2 separate regions of the Gossypium hirsutum genome follow, and region 1 is linked to region 2. A link is a contact called in public Hi-C data. All regions are on one chromosome and are shown on one strand. Each heading gives the region's core, a stretch centred on a gene start, on an enhancer-like site or on the middle of the called end of the contact. The rest is flanking DNA. Distances are from core to core; before and after follow the strand shown.

The links. A called contact is a pair of places that touch in the nucleus more often than the background predicts.
Region 1: a Hi-C map of fibers shows a contact between it and region 2, with 3 times the contacts expected there. The contact joins two enhancer-like sites. A contact is called at or near these places in 17 of 34 Hi-C or Micro-C datasets (anther, callus, fibers and 4 more).

The regions. Positions count from the first base shown.
Region 1 is chrA10:95,078,348-95,081,258 of Gossypium_hirsutum_v2.1, forward strand. It overlaps the pseudogene LOC107896710. Among protein-coding and RNA genes, the nearest start is that of LOC121208442, 5.9 kb to the left of the region's middle. Within about 2 kb of position 1,509, at least 6 of the 9 cell types and tissues checked have an H3K27ac peak or open chromatin away from gene starts, as enhancers often do. A contact at or near this core is called in fibers, where this site is marked.
Region 2 is chrA10:94,888,533-94,891,327 of Gossypium_hirsutum_v2.1, forward strand. It overlaps the pseudogene LOC107895532. Among protein-coding and RNA genes, the nearest start is that of LOC121208799, 45 kb to the left of the region's middle. Within about 2 kb of position 1,394, at least 3 of the 9 cell types and tissues checked have an H3K27ac peak or open chromatin away from gene starts, as enhancers often do. A contact at or near this core is called in fibers, where this site is marked.

The DNA.
Region 1 (2,911 bases), core at 259-2,758, 190 kb after region 2:
TGATGTTTGACTCAGGCATTCCATTATCTCTCAAAAAACTTATATTAGGTAACATATAAACATCAAGTGGGCATGAGGTAAGAAATGGGTAACGTTTTATAGCTTGAACAGCATTGTAGATTGTAGCAGATTACTAAGTTGATTGAAACAAGGGATAATTTTTTTCTCTAAGCTACGAGTTAAAACTTTAGGGTTATAAAATAGGATTTTGATAAGTTCAGGGCTTGAAACACCTCTGGATTGGAAGAATTGGAGTTTGGGCAAAAGGGTTTTCTCGGCATTGGAGTAGAGCAAACCAGGCCGAACTTTGATGATTTTTTCGATTTGGGTTTTCGAGAAACCATGTTTCTGCAAGAACTCAAGAACCGAATCGGGCTTTTCTGGGGTTTTGAAAAGGAGATACTTATCAGCCGCCATTGCTGATTCGGGTGAGAACCCGAGTTTGTCTTTGAGGTAAGCGACTACAAAAGATTGGGATGGGTCTGAAGAGGATTTTGAGATGAATCTAACAGTGAGGGATATCAATGGCCTCGACCAGGAATTGTTCATAACATCGTGTGAAAGTCTACTGAAAACACTAGGATTGAACATTTTAGGAGTGGAAATGGATTGAACTACTCACCCTGGAAACTGAAAAGCTTTCAAATTTGAAAAGAAGCTCAAGGCAAACGGGAGACGAGTTTGGACTTGATAGCTAAAACTAGACGCTTTTCCTTCAGGTTCATTGAAACCCAGAGCTTGGAACTCTTCAATTTCCCTGTTATTTCCATCGCAGAGTTACATTTATGTAGCTAAATCACTAATTATCATTTATTATTTTATTAATGGATAATTATAAGATCCTCAATTTAAATAATAAAATAAAATATACTATTAATCATTTAATTATTAGTAAATTTTAACTACAATATTTTTTAATTTCGTTACTAATATTATCATTTGATTTTACAATGGTAACCGTCTCTTTAATAGTTAATAGAAACGACGAAATTATTGGTTCACAAACATATTTAGTCCTCGTGATTTATAAATTTTAAAATTAGTTTTAATTCTTAATAATTTACTGAATTTAATTTTTGAAATTAAAACTCAGATTGAAAAAATCTAAAATTTTCAAAATCCCACCAATAAGTTTCCCGCATTTCTTTCCATTCCAAATAAAATTTTAACCAGAAGGATTAAAACTCCACTTCTTCGTTTCTTTCACTTCTTTCAATTTTAAGTACTTACAAAAACCCAATTTCTCAAGAACATTGTGAATCCTCGGTCGCGTTGTGTTTTTGGTGGTTTAAAGATTGGGATATCAATTATGTATTCTACTGAGAGACGGAACAACGTGATCTGAGAGATTGAATCTTCTTCACAATGTCAAGTTGAATCTCCCATGTTTGAAGTTTTTTTTTTTTTGGTAGTTGAAGAATAAATTAAATCTTCACTGAAATAATTGGTGGGTTTTCATGGAGGAGTTTTCTATGCTTTTTTCTCTTTTTTGCTGTTGAAAAGTAAATTGAAGCTTTGTACGATGGGTGGGTTTTTTAGGAAGGTTTTTATGAGTTCTTGAGAATAATCTAAAATTTTAACTTGAAGTACTAAATTTTAATATGATTCCAGCGAGATTAATTGACGGGTTTCAATTTTTTATTCTAAGTTTTTAGTTTGCACTAAATATGTTTCCATCCAGAATCATTTCAAATCCAAATTTCCATCTGTTTCTTTTTTTCTTTTTCTTACTTACTCTTCGATTTCGTTCTTTCAAATCCACAGCAGTTATGTTACTCAATGAGATGAACAAAGGGGGAAAATGATGGTTGGGTGGTGGAGAATGAGAAGGATGGGAAGAGTTTTCTGTTTCTTGGGGAAGTTTCAATTTGGAGTTCTTCTAGTAGGGTGTCTACGTTTTATGAGTTGTTTAACTGAAGTAAAAAGTGAAAATTAATACTTTTGATAGTAACAGTGATATAACATTTTAGGATGAGACATGTCAAGGTAATTAATGACCAATTATTATGTGTTTTCTTGTGGTCTTCAATTAATCAAGTCCGTTCTTAATATTTTGGGGGTTCTAGGTAAAATAATAAAATAATATTTTAGGTTTCTTAAAAATTGGAGAAAAATTTCTTTAGGTCCCTTAAAAGTTAAATAAAAAAAATTTTGGGCCCTTCAAAGCTAAAAAATAATAATTTTTGAACCTCTTAAAAATTAGAAAATAATATTTTAGACCCCTCTCAGCTTTGAGTATTGGGCGACTGCACCTCTAAACGACCCCAGAGATGGGCCTGCATATAGTCTTAGCAATGGTGCATGGTTTTAATAGTTTGTTAGGCTAAATTTTGTTAGCTAACTATATAGGTTTGCGGTGTCGTTGGTTTCATTAGAAGACACATGTTAAGCTCTTTATGGATACTCTGTGAGATTCACAAATTAGAATATAAGGTCTATGAGGTTTGCTACATAGGGTATAACAATTACCCCAAGCGAATAAAGGTTATAAAGTAACATTAGCAAATTTATTGGGAAGTTCATAGTACGGGTGTAAATAATGAGGGTCTAGGTGGTTAACTTGAGGTTTGTGGTGAAGTATGACATTTTGTATTAGTGTTTTTATTTTGCATATAAGTATTTTAAAATTTGAATTTTAAATTTTTAAATAATTGAAATTTTTAAATTAATTAAATTGTAGTAAAATAAATTATTCTTTTATGCACATTCATTTAAATTTAATGATAAAATTTACGAAATATTTGATATCTTGCGGTGCATTTATTGGGTTCCTAGTGTAATTGTCATTAATTTTTATATTCTAATACATGTGTTATGTTTCTAGGTATAGAAAATAATGCGTGTGGGCACGTGATAACTTACTTGATAAGGTTTCAAAGTAATTGAAGACTTTCGTTTTAACTTATAAATA
Region 2 (2,795 bases), core at 144-2,643:
GAACGTGTGGGTTGATAAGATCGAGTATAGGCAGGTGCTGAAGGAGATAATGGTGTCACCCCAAACATTGAGCTTGATCCAACAGCGGGTTGAGTACCGACACTAACAGCTGCCTACACCATGTGCATTAACAACCTTAACAATAAAACTAGATTATGTTTAATCACAATTAAGGAAACTGAATAAATTTTAATTCACCTACCGGATAGGGATTCCAACTTGGAAAAGAAACCATGCCTGGGGAAATAAGCAATTGACCATAAGGGCCTTACACATATGAGCCTGGCATCAGGGGAGAACTTGCCATTACAACTCCATATTGTTGAGACAAAGGGCCAGATGGTGATTGCGTCCTGGGATATAATGTAGGTGCAGAAAGTGGAGTTGGCAGAGGTGCAACCTGAGAAGTTGGAGATGGTGGGGGAACCTCTACAGCTGGTAGTACAGGATGATGGAATTTACATGTTGCACCAAACTTACACTGCCCCGTCTTAACAAAGTAAGAACACTCTTTTTCACCCTGTTTTAAAGTGCAATCCAATTATTAAGCGAACTTGAAAACTAAATATGTAAATGATCTTAATGTGAAGAAATACAAGCCGGACGTAATGGATATCCCAAATAGTTTAGTGGCACTGGGCCAATAGAATCACCTCCCTGCTTAGGATGATGGTATTTACAGGAAGAACCAAATTTGCATGTCCCCTTCCTCATATAATACTGCAAATCAAAAAAAATAAAAATAAAAACCATAATCAACATAAAAGGGCAACTTACCAGACACCATTTCCCTAAACTGTTAAACCAATCACAACCTATTCACTGAAAATTCAGGACCTTAATCCTCTCCTTCTAAACATAAAATGAAGTGGACATAAAGGCATACTTAATTACAAAGAATTTAGCAATGCACATTGTTGAAATTATAGCAATTCGACACATATACCCCGAGTTTGCCAAACATTTAAGACACAATCTAATTCAATAGTACCTGACAAACTGGCTGGCCCACTCTCTCCGGATACTCCCCTACATCAACTCTTGCAGCTGCCATAACCTAAGGCAATCATCATCATCATCATCATCATCATATGGCATTTCTTTCAACAAACACAACAAACAAGAATAAATTATTTCTAAGACAGCAAATTACACTAGCTCCCAAGGCATTAACAACAAACTTTTCATTTTTTACCTTACAATTCGATACCTCATCACTCCAAAGATCATAATCAAACAAAAATAACCAATAAAAACCCGTCAAACCCTTGTTGACACCGCAATGACCACGGTTCAAACCCTGTTGATGTAATTCCCCCTCCCTCAATTATACAAAAAAAAAAAGCCCTTCAAAGGAAACTTCAAGTCGGATAAGAAACAATGAACAATTCAATCAAATTATCAACTATTTACCCCTGTACGATCACGTGGATGATTGAACCGACACTTGGAGCCGTATCCACAAAACCCAGTCCTCAAATAGTAAATACAATTAGCTTTATTGGGTCGCTCCGGGTAAGATTCCGACTCACCCCCTAATCCCAACCGCCAAACTGGTTCTGCATTTCAAACGAAAACCTCGTATCACATCCCACATTACACAAAAATCCTGAATCCCAAAACCAAAGAAAAACAAATAAGTTAAGAAGAGTCCTCTTTACCTTCAAGCCCCGTTTCGGGTCCCGGAGCTGCCCATTCCGGTTGCGGATCGGACTCTGGGTCCCGCTCCGTTTAACTTATGTACAAGAACCTCCAAAATAACCCAAATTGTAAATCCGATCAAATGGGTGTGCACGTCTTCTTTTCCAAAGAGGAAAATAACAAATAAACCAAAAAAAGAAAAAAACAAATACCAAAGCAGGAATATCGGTATAGTTCAGGGGCTTAATTGTGATTAAAACTTTTCTAATTTTTCAAAATTGAAAAATACCATTAATAAATAGAAATAATAAAAGCACCTTTGATACCTATTTTTTTAAAGGTTAAAATATAGATTTTGTACTCGTTCTAAATTTAAAATTTAGTCTTTATACTTTTATTTTAAAGGATTCGATATCTCTACTCTTCTTATTTCAAAACTTAAGTTTAATTATTAACACTGTTAAAATAATTTTATTAAATTCAAGTTCATTATAATATTATTTTTTAGTTACAATTAAAATCGAATTTTAAAATCTAAAAAATAAAAGAACTAAATTTCTTAAAATAAAAGTATAGACACTAAATTTTAAATTTAAAATGAATACAGAAACTATGACATATTTTATTTTTTTATAATAAAAACATGAGAAATAAAATATATTTCTTTTATATTTATATTGATTCAACATACTAAATCTAATATATGAAAATTGTTAAAAATTTTATTTTTGCCCTTATATGAATTCGAACCAAGCCAATTCATTTAAAATTAATAAAAATCCTTGTTTTGTTTTACAAAACATTTTCAGTGAAAACAATGAAATTTTTCTTTCTAATTTTTACATATTTTTATTTTTTAAAATTATTTTTTAAAATTATAACCAAATATATTTTCTTTAATATTTTATTTTTTCCAATAAAAAGCAAAAATGGCCTCTATTTCTTGGAACGAAATAGAGCCTAATCTTTTGGAAGTTCATAACTACCCCTTTCAAAGAATATTATCTCCAAAATTTAAATACAAATTTTCTACTTGATAATGTAATTTAACTTACCCTTACTTTTAACTCTTGTCAATAATTTTTTATCATTATATTAAACTTTATTTTAAATTTTTTAAAGCATTTATTTACAATATTATGATTAATATTTGA